Regions from separate parts of the Pogona vitticeps genome. Here region 2 is linked to region 1. A link is a contact called in public Hi-C data. All regions are on one chromosome and are shown on one strand. Each heading gives the region's core, a stretch centred on a gene start, on an enhancer-like site or on the middle of the called end of the contact. The rest is flanking DNA. Distances are from core to core; before and after follow the strand shown. Region 1 holds the start of C15H1orf56 (chromosome 15 C1orf56 homolog). Region 2 holds the start of PSMB4 (proteasome 20S subunit beta 4).

The links. A called contact is a pair of places that touch in the nucleus more often than the background predicts.
Region 2: a contact with region 1 is called in a Hi-C map of blood, with 9 times the contacts expected there. The contact joins the promoter of PSMB4 here to the promoter of C15H1orf56 in region 1. A contact is called at or near these places in 2 of 2 Hi-C or Micro-C datasets (blood and muscle).

What each region holds. Positions count from the first base shown.
Region 1 is chr15:1,370,658-1,375,749 of PviZW2.1, forward strand. C15H1orf56 (chromosome 15 C1orf56 homolog) reads right to left here and starts at 1,406. Exons shown (of 2, transcript XM_020798245.3): 1 at 207-1,406. The coding sequence starts at 893. BNIPL (BCL2 interacting protein like) reads right to left here. Exons shown (of 10, transcript XM_020798127.3): 10 at 4,301-5,092.
Region 2 is chr15:1,722,450-1,727,712 of PviZW2.1, forward strand. PSMB4 (proteasome 20S subunit beta 4) reads right to left here and starts at 3,890. Exons shown (of 7, transcript XM_020798173.3): 1 at 3,698-3,890; 2 at 3,014-3,220; 3 at 2,297-2,443; 4 at 1,727-1,808; 5 at 1,503-1,619; 6 at 963-1,051; 7 at 480-628. The coding sequence starts at 3,843. The coding sequence ends at 616. It overlaps LOC110081472 (a long non-coding RNA gene), which reads left to right and starts at 4,019. Exons shown (of 3, transcript XR_012082095.2): 1 at 4,019-4,306; 2 at 5,211-5,263.

The DNA.
Region 1 (5,092 bases), core at 156-2,655:
CACGGCGGCCTGCAGGCACTGATCTCCGTGCCTGTGAGAATAAAGGTAGAGTGCTCTTGGATATTCATCACGCTCCCCCAGAAGGGAGCAGCTTTCCTGGTTCAGCCTCCGACTCCCAGACCCAGAGGTCGCCGCCGTCCCCCAAAGGGTGAGGTTGGCCAGCCGTGCCCAGCAAGCGGTCTGCGGGCCCAGCAAGCGGCCCGTACCTTCTCGGCCGCCTGGGACGGGAAGGCCTCCCGGACGGTCTGCCAGAGCTTCTTGAGCCCCTGGTGGACGTGGGTCCAGAAGTGGCGCCGCAGGTGCTCGCGGTCCTGCCGGATGTCGTCCAGGGCGCAGAGGTAGTCGGGCCCCTTGGCGCAGGGGACGGCCGGCCGGTCGCACTCGCGGGCCGTGCGGTTGCAGGCCGGGCAGAGGGCGTAGCTGCAGACCTCGCGCTCCAGGCGCAGGACGTTGTACTGGACGGGGTCCAGGCGCACCCCGGGCACCGCGTAGGTGATGTTCCGCACCCGGGACATGCTCCCCGCCGGGCAGTTGCAGTGCCAGGGGCTCCACGGCTGCCAGCTGTAGCGGGAGTCGCCCACGATGACCACGGCCTCCTTCCCGGAGGACGTCCCTCCCGGGCCCGGGGTGACCACCACCACCTCCGAGGCCATGCCGTGCGCCGCCGTGGCCTCCACCTCGGCCGACTCCTCCTCGGCGGTGCTGGTGTAGCCGGCCGCCACCAGGGCTTTGGCCGCCAGGGGCACCTTGGCCACCAGGTCGGGCGGGGCCGAGACCTTGTTGTTGCCCGTGCCCTCAGCCCGGCCCCCACCGCCGCCACCGCCGTCCGGTGGCCAGGGGTTCCACAGCCACACCAGCAGCACCACCACCAAGGAGGCGCCCCCTAGCGCCATGAAAGGGGGGGAACTGCCAAGGGAGGGCCCGACGCCGGCGCAGCAGCACCACCACCACCACCCCGCGCGCCCTCCGCTCCGCCGGGGGGAAGGGGGCGTGGCCTGATCAGCTCCCGAGGGGGCGTGGCTTCGCTAGGCAACGGCGGGGGAAGAACAAAGGGGCGGTGGAACGTGGGCGGGGCCGCGGAAGGAAGCGGTGGAACGCCGAGGCGGGAACCGCGGGAAAGGGGGGGCACGTGTCTCCCCCGCCGGTAGGCAGCGAGCGCGCCGGGTCGCCTCCCCTCGGGCGGGTCTCCTCGGGAGGAGTCGTCGGGGCCCTCGGCGTGGCGCGGAAGTTGCTTCTCCCTGCCCTTGTGGGGGGGGGAGAGAAAGGGGTGTGTGGACCAGCTCGTGCGAACGGGGCCCTGACGCGTGTCTGGGGCTCTTGGGGGCGCTGGATCCTCCGTGAAGCTTCTCGGGGTCCGCTTTTCCTCTCCCCCCCCCCGCGTTTTCCCTGCGTCGGCTTTTAAAGAGAGAGCTTATATATTTTTTAAAATCTCCTGATTGCGAGCCGCCTTTCGGTCTCCCCGGGCGGCTTTCCTTTTCCCCTCCAGGCAGGCGCCTCCAAGGAGGGGTCCCGGGTGCGGGGGGGGAGGAGGAGGGGGGTCCCCCTCGCCCCCACCCTGGGCAGGTCTGTCTCTGTGTGTGTGTGGAGGGGGGTCCCCTTTTGTCCCCTCTTAAAAGAAAGGGAAAGGCCTCCCTTCTTCCCTTTGCTCTCCTCCTGGAGGTTGGATGATGCATCATCCTCACCATCACCCCCCCCGTTTCCCCGAAGGGCCCCCCCAAGAGAGAGAGCGAGGGAGCTGCCCCCCCTCCCTTCTTCCCTCGGTTTCCCTTCTCGGCGCCTCCCTGCCCGCCTTCCCGCCTCCTTTCTTGGCCTTTTCTTCGGCCTTTCCAGCGGCGCTTTCGGGAGCCCTTCTCGACCCGCCTCTTTTGTCTTCGCTCCGTTTCGACAACCCGCGTGTGTTCCACTTTTTTCCCCTCGGGGTCGTTCATTCAAAGTTAGGCGACGATGAGCCGAGAGAGGCCTCGTGTGTCCCCTTCAACCCCCCCTCCCGGTGGTCCCTCCGGGTTGCAATCCACACACCCCCGTTTAAAAGCCTGCTCACCAGTTCTTGTGGGGCTCATCCTTGCTGAGATGATTTTCCTTCACCCTTTTGTTAAGTCTAGTTTATTGTACCTGTGTCACATCGGGGTGTTTTCTATTTATAAATTACAGTATATCCTTGTAGAGTTGATGTGTCCCAATAATAAATTTTTTTCAATAAACACATTTGCTGCATAGAGATTTAATCCAGTGTATGTGGGGGGTGTACATATTGATTTGTTTTATTTTTACCTGGATAACACACAAACTTGGACCGAAATGCCTACTAAAAGCAGCCTGAGCAGCTGCTGACTGCAGCAGCTAGTCAAGAGGCTAGTCCTCATGACCCTTTAAACCCCCCTCCCCTGTTAAAAGCTGAACAGGAGGACTGCAGCTGCTTGTCCGCTTAGCCTGGTCATCAATACGGCAGGCCTTTCGGATTTTTTCCTTTTTCAATGATTTTCCAATTATTATTATTATTATTATTATTGTTGTTGTTGTTGTTGTTGTTACTGCAACTGCATGATGACGATGACGACCAGCGGGGCGTCCAGTAACTCCTGGATTTAGCCCCAGGGGCGAAGGGGCGGCTCTTCCCAGGGGCGAGTGCAAATGGGGGGGGGGAGGGGGAGGTTTGATGCATTTAATTGTCCCTTTAACGAGGAACGGCGTCGGAGCCTCAAAACCTGCAGGCATTCAGAGGCTGGCTCGGCCTTGGGGGGGGCTGGGGGGGTGAAGCGAAGTGTGGGGAGTTCCAGTGGGAGTCCGATTTAGTGGGGGGGGCTCGTTGTGGGAGAGCCGGAGACGCAACCCCCCGGGTCCTTCCCCTTTAAGCCCTATTACGTCACTTTTCTTTCTTTTTTTTTGACCATTGAGCGGGAGTTGGGCGTCTCAAATACGCCAGGAGCAGGGGCCACGCCCAGTGGCTGAGATGGCTCAGCGGGGAAAACGCTTGGTAATGTGATTTTGCGGTCCCGGTCGACCGCCAGTTCGAATCCCCGCCGGTGAGCCTGACCTGCTGCGCGTCGCTGGTTCTTTGTTTCTGGGCTTGGGTCCTGCCGCCTGTGCAACCTTGGGCAAGTTGCACAGTCCTCACTGGCCCCCCTTGGCAGGACCGTCAGTCAGGGCTAGGCAACTCACTCGTAGGTAGCGCAGGCAGGAGGACCCGAGCCCAGAAAAGAGAACCACATTTTGCAAAATGGCGGGCGGGCCCCGGGAAAAAAAATAAAAAAATCCTTTTTTTTCCTTAGGCGCCCAGCGGGGATTCGAACTCGCAGACCCCGAAGGGCCTGTTGCCTTTGCAGGCGCCTAACCCGCTGAGCCACCGCCACCTCTTGGCTCGAGGCCCTAATCTTGGTATATTTGACCTCTCTACCCCTAGAGGCCAAAGGCGAGAAAAGGAGCGGAGGGGATTCGAACCCCCAAACTAGGGCCTTCTAGGTCATTGAATTTACCTCTAGGCTACCCGTAAAACCGGAAGTGACGTTCGGAAATCTGCTATATGTCTCTATTATGGTAGGCTACGTGAAGGTAGCAGGGGACTCTCCACGGATTCGAACCTGTGTACTCCAGAACTGTGAAGGGGCGCTCTTACCCTCTAGGCCAAACTGAGAACCGGAAGTGACGCTCGGAAATCTACCCTATGTGTCGCCCTTAAGAAATATAGATTTTGACAGTGTCATTTTCCTGGATTTCGGTTTCCTTTTCTTGCCCTTCCACTTAAGGGGTTCCGGCTTCCCAATAAACTGGCGCCTCCTCGGTGAACGCCTAGAGAATCGCCCCCAAATCTCTCCGAAAATAGTTGGGGAACATTATTCCAACTTTTAAAAGCCTTATTTATATCTTTGGGGGGGGTTAAAAAGAATTACAAGTAGCGGCTTTCTCACGTGCACCCCCTAGGGGTTCTCGGCTCGGCGGGGATCGGGGCCCGGAAAGTCTTCGGCGCCAAGCGCGGCGCTCCCCCCCCCGCCCGCCTGTCCGCCCCCCCCCCCGCAATCCCGCCCATTTGGGAGCCCCGAAGCCCGTCCTTCCCGAACGGCGCCACGCGAGGGCGACAAAGAGCCAGAGACGCCGACGCCCCTGCCTTGCTGCCAGGGGTGCCTCCCGCCGGACGGCGCCTCTGAGCATGGGCAGAGTTCCTTACTCTCGGGAAGAGGCCGCTTTCCTGCTGCTTTTTCCCCCTTACTCCCCACCCCCACCCCCACCCCGCCCCTATCTTTTTTTTCACTGTCGACTAAAGATGGTAAAATAAACGACTTGCACAAAAAGACTCCCGTTTCGGTTTGTTTGTTTTCTCTCTCTCTTTAATGTCATCGTAACAAACAAAGCGCCAAGTTAACAGGACTCACACGGATGCAAACACGCCCAGGTTTTGATGCATTTACTTCGCGTTTTACTCCTGGGGCGTGTTCAGCATTTGATGCACTTCCCACGCCTAGAAATACAGATTTTTTTTTTAATAGGGAGAAAACTTTTTTGGGAAATAGACATTCCCCCAGTCGTGGAGCCCTGTGGGTTTTTTAAATTATGATTACCTTATATGCATATATGCAAATCAGGCCCAGGGCAAACGCCAAACCCTCCCACAAAAGGCTGCTGCATCAGAACACCCCCCTCAAAAAAAGTTAAAAGCTTTCTTTCCCCCTTTCAAAAGCCCTACTATGTTGCCATCCAGCTGCAAAATACAGCAATTCTAGGCTTCAAAAAGTAATTTACTTGTCTTTGGACTACAACCCCCAGAATCCTGGCCAACAAATTTAATAAAATTAATCCGGCCCTACCCTCATTTTTTAAAAAAAGTTAAAAATTCAGCTGGGGTTGGTTCTACATAAGAAATACTTCTGGGAAGCATAATGTCCAGCATTTCTCAGCCAATATGGCTATTGTTATCTGAGAGGATTCTGGGATTTGTAGTCCAGGCATCCTATTGTCCCCGGACTCTGAAAGTCTCTTTCTTAAGCACACACTGCATTTCAAACCGTTTCTATGAAGGCCTCACCTCATCAACAAAGGCTAAGCTAAACATACTTACAAGGAGACCCACATATGCACACACAAGGGCCTGATGAGCCAC
Region 2 (5,263 bases), core at 2,640-5,139, 350 kb after region 1:
AAAAAGTCTTTTATCCTGATTTGGAAAGGGACTGTGCCACGGTGAATCCTGTCACAGTATTTATTGGCTGGGTTCCTCTGCCTCTGTGGTTCAAAGAAGAGAGACCAGATCAGGACAAGGCCAGGGCGGAGATGAGAAAGGGAGATGCATAAGAAAAAGGAACAAATTCCATGCCTGCTGAAAGCTGGACAGGAAGGGGAAAAGCTATTTTGTGTGTGCATGAAACAGTTTAATCATACATAAACACAAGAAACTAAAACACTCCTTGTGTTCTGACCTGTTAAAGAGTGCCAGGAAGAATGACCTTAGAAGATTATTCTGCGTGTGTAAACTCGCTCAAAGTATACAAGCCTGGAATACTTAAAAGAATAAACCATTACTAGAAATTGTAACTTTAACTGAAAGGAAGTTTCAGGGGAGAAACAGATCCTTCTGGAAAATTAATAATGACAACTTCAATAAAAGTAGCAATACCAGGCAAGAGTCTCAACTTCGTTTATTGAGTTTACAAAAAGTTTTAAAGATTTCCTACCACCACTAGGACACAAAACAGAATTAGACACGACTTTGGATTAGGACCTCCTGAAAGACGTGACGTGAGCAGGTTCTCCAGTTTCATTCAAAGCCGCTACAAGAGAAGAAAGAAAAATTTGGTATGCTTCAACAAACTTTGCAGTAGACAACATTGCACGACGTCTGCACGAAATATTTTGGACGTGGAATAACTGTTTTGAAATTAAGAAGACAACTAGATGCGGAGCGTTTTAGACAAAACCAATATGAAAGTTCGCTCTTTGGACTCCAAAGTACTATGGCCCAGACATGCAACGCCTGCAGCCTTTTGGGGCAAGAGGGCCTTTGACCCCCCAGAAGAGTGTGGGCCAACAGACCTGGGGTCTTCTGGACTGCCAATGAGTGGGGTTAACTCTGGTGAAACTGAGCCCAAACACCCGTGTCCTTACCTGACAAGATGGGCAATGTCCCAGCTGGTCTCCAAGGAGAGGGGCCCTTCCACTTCCACGCCTTTCTCCGTTACTGTCGTAATCTCATACTGTGGAGCAAGAGAGCAAACGGTGAGCCCCGTGCCTTACGTCTGCCTATAAAGGAGCGTTGGGCAGGAGGGGGATTGGGTGAGCAGCAAGAGATTGCCAAGGATGTTTCCCCTCGGAGCTTCACGGGTGGCAACACCCCCCACCCCAATTCCCTCTGCCTGGACTGTTCAAAGAAAAGGGAGTTTTCCAGAGGGTGGCGACAGGAGTGATTGCGTACGTAAAAGGCTACTGAGCTCAGGTACGGCTTGAAAAATAAACACTCAGGCTGAACATAGGCTCAGAGGTTGTGAACAAACAAGCAACGTGCATCTATCCAGCCTATACTTCTCCCAAGGTTGCAAAGCACCAAGGAGACTTCGGGAAAGACACACAGGCAGTCCAGAACTTTCTGGTCCAGCAGCTAAATGGGACAGCCCTTTCCTTTTCCGCAGCGGTCAGCTGGGCACTTACCTTGTTGAACGAGCGGGCGTCTCTGTAGTAGAGGATTTTCATGCAGCGCTCTATGAGGGTGCGGGCCTCTTGCCGGGAGAGCACAGGCTGCGTTTCCAGGGCGTTGCGCATCAGGGGCTGCAGGGGGAGAGTGAGAGCTCGGCTGCAGAACCAGAGACAAGACCGCAAGATGTCCGGGAGACACCCCCCCCCCAAGAACATGGGTGCCGAATTCAGCCACTCACCTGCGCCACGTAGGAGCCGTATCCGGTGGCGAGCGAAGGAGCTTCGTAAGCCACCCCAAGCATGTCCACGTAACCTAGGAAACTTGAGAAAGAGGACAGGGCTTGGTGAATCCTGTGGGGAGCAGAAGTATTTCCTCGCTTTCTCCGCCAGCCTTCAGCCGCTAAGTGTTGTGTTCCTCTACTGATGCCCTAAACGCCCCTCCACAGAACTCTGAAGGCAACATAACTCGTGTGTCGATCAATGATATGTTCTGTTAGGAACAACGCTTTTTTACTCTTCCGCTTCCTCCAGGAACGCCCGAGGTCTAGCACCATGAGATTCAAAGGTCCTCCCATGCCAAAGCAGCCACCGTTTTCCTAACCGAAGCAGCAGGAACTTGTACTGGAATTTACCAAACTGGAAATAACCAGCAACCAGTGAGGTATCCCAGCTGCCCACTAACAATAACATCTGAAAACGAGCAAGCTCTCCCAGGTATTGGCCTGACCCTGGCTAATAACCAGTTGTGGCTTTGCTGGGAACGAAGATACTTCTGCACCGACAGCTTCTGGGCCAGGAGCCCTCCTCACCTTTCTCCGTTGGCGTAGCCGCCAATCACCACCGTGTTCCAGAGGGGGTTCATCTTCGAGCGGCGGTTGTACATGGCGCGGGTGAGCCAGGAGTGGATGGCTTTGGGGCTGTAACTGTGCCCGTCGCCCAGGAGCTCCTCGTCAATCCTGCGGGGGCCCCAGAAGGAACGTTAGCTTCCTCACCCAAGGCGCCATGACTGGCCGCAGCGTTCTGTGATGTTTAATAATCAGTGAACAAAGGTCCACAATGTGCAAGGGATTTGTACCTTCAGGACAGAACGAGCTGACTGCCCGGGGGGGCGAATAAAGGGGGGGGTACACAGGACCTGAGGAGGGATATGAAGGCCTAGAAAAAACTGAACGGCCTGACTTCCAAACCAGTAAAATGTGGGAAAGAGTTACCAATCCACCCTCCGCTGCACTTTTAATGCCTCTAGGCCTATACATACAGACCTAGAAAAGAGCAGAACTCCTACCACCCAGGACCACTGGCCATGCTGTTTGGGGCCAATGGGAGTTGTAGTCCCAATCATTCCGCAGGCAGCAATCTCTGAGAATTAAATTACTGATTTATTGGAGGAAGTCTACTGTATGGACTATAAGCCCCATCACTGCAGGGGCAGATGGGAACTGTAGTCGGAACACCTCAAGAAGGAAAGAAAGCGCTCCACGGCAGGAAGGTGGTGGCCGCCTGAATGACGGGGCAGAAAGACTTACACCATCTGCTCCACCACTTGCTTGAGGTACTGGAAGTCGGCGTAGTCGCCCGAGGCCCCCAGCACGGTGCTGTCGTTCACCTTCATGACACGGGAGATGTTGCGGAAGCGAGCCAGCGAGCCGTAGGAACCCAGCATGTCCGCCGCGATGATGACGCCGCCGTCAAACTTCAGCCCCAGGATGGAGGTGCCGGTCACCATGGGGCTCCTGGGGGTTAGGAGAGAAAGCACACAAGGGGGGGGGGGGAAGGGAAGGAAGGCAGAATCCGTCAGCCCCTTCCCTTCTGGGGGTGGCTTTCAGTTAAAAACCAGACACCCTGGGGGGGGTGCGCCTGTTGGAGTTGTTCTGATGCCCCCCAAACCTCAGACAAGCCCCCCTTGCCCCCCCCACCGCCTTCTGTCTCTGAATCCAGTCTGTACGTTCAGCCTGTCTAGCCGCGTGAGCAGGCCCTTCGGACTACAACTCCCAGGACCCCCCTCACAGGCCAAGGGGGATCATGGGAATTGTAGTCCCAAAGGACCTCTACAGCTAATTCTCTGCCCGGGGGGGGGGGAAAGAAGCGAGAGGGAGGGCCCCCCTCCCACTTCCTAGCCCCCCCAAGGCTCCCCCCCGCGGCGTGACGTCAGTCCCCCCCTCCTCCCACCCCCCTCAGAGGCCCAAGCGGGCTCCTCTCGCCTCCCTCACAGGGTCCGGGTGACTCCTCCGGCCGGCAGCCCGTATCCGCTGCCCGGGCAGGGCGGGGAGTAGAGCTCCCCCGGCGAGGGACCCCCGGCCCAAAACGGCGGCGGCAACAACGGCGGCAGCCCCTCCATCGGCGACGGAGCCTCCATCTTCCTCTCGAGCGCGCCGCTTAGTCACGAAGCAGGAAGACGCGACGCCTGGCTGCGCATGCGCGCCGCGAGGCGGTTTGAACCTCATGGCGACCCGTAGGAAGGGAAATCTCCCGCGGAAGGCGCCATGTTGTGTGTGGCAAAGGTGATATCCGGTTTATTTTCATCTCCCTTCTCCTGTGGAGGGGGCCGAGTGGATAAAGTGGCGGTGGATGGGTGGGGGAAACGAACTCCACTGCTCTGCGGGAAAAGAACTGTGCGGAGGAGGTGGAGCCGGGGAACAGGAAATGGTGGCGGCGCCATTTTGAGTGTGGCTGAGGGGGGACATCTCCGGGAGGACGCTTCCGGTCCAGCGACGGAACGTCCGCTTCCTCCGGAACTGCACGGAAGGAAATCGATGTGGAACGAACTGGATGGGATTTCAATATGGCGTTGGGGACCCGAAGCGCGCTTTCTGTGGGAGGTAAATTAATTGGAATGATTTATTAGAAGTTTTCCTTCTGTAATAATATTCAAAAAAAAGATAATAAGTGTAACACATGTTAGTAGAGAATATAAAACAATAGCCTTGAAACAGAAAAGGCAAGGAGACTCGAATGAAGAAATCAGTGGAGAGGTACGGAAGAGGATCTGGAGGAAAAGGATAATGAAAAATGGGTCAGTTTTTATAAAGTAATATGGAAACTGGATATATTGAATAGAGATCATCCGTATGTTCGAGATGTAAAAGAGAAAGGGGAACATACGATTATATATGGTGGGCAGGTGAAGAGAGACGGAAGGAATGGATGACTGTATTTAATGAGATTAAAGAAATTCTAGGGACAGACACACAAAGATGCCCAACGTTAGCATTATTAAATGTATTTGGAATCTGTCAGATAGGCAGAAGTGGAACTAATTGTTATGTTAATTGCAGCTAGATTGATATGTGTAAGGAACTGGAAAAATAGTAATTGATGTTGGAGGAATGTTGTAATGAGATATGGAATCTAGCTATTGATGGTAAAGTAGCTTTTGAACTGGAAGTTAGAAAAGGATTATTGAAAGAATATAGATATAATGGGATTTGGAACCCTTATCTAGAATATCTACTTACAAAACATAAAGGTTATACACCAACACAAAAATATTTTTGAAAAGAGATGGGGCATATAGTGGTGGGTTACACTGTATATTTGAGTTATGATTATATTTGTCATTTAACTTTTTATTATATTAAAATATAAATAATAATGATAATTATAATAAATAATAATAAAAATAAAAAAGAATTTTTCTTTTTATTTCCTGGCAGGGATTGCTGTGGTTCACAAACTCTTGGCCTGCGTAGACTCTTTTAACTTTTTCCCCATCTCTCTCTTCAGTTCCAAGTTCAGCCGAAAAGTGCAGTTTGTGGCTAGTCTTGATGAGCTGTCTG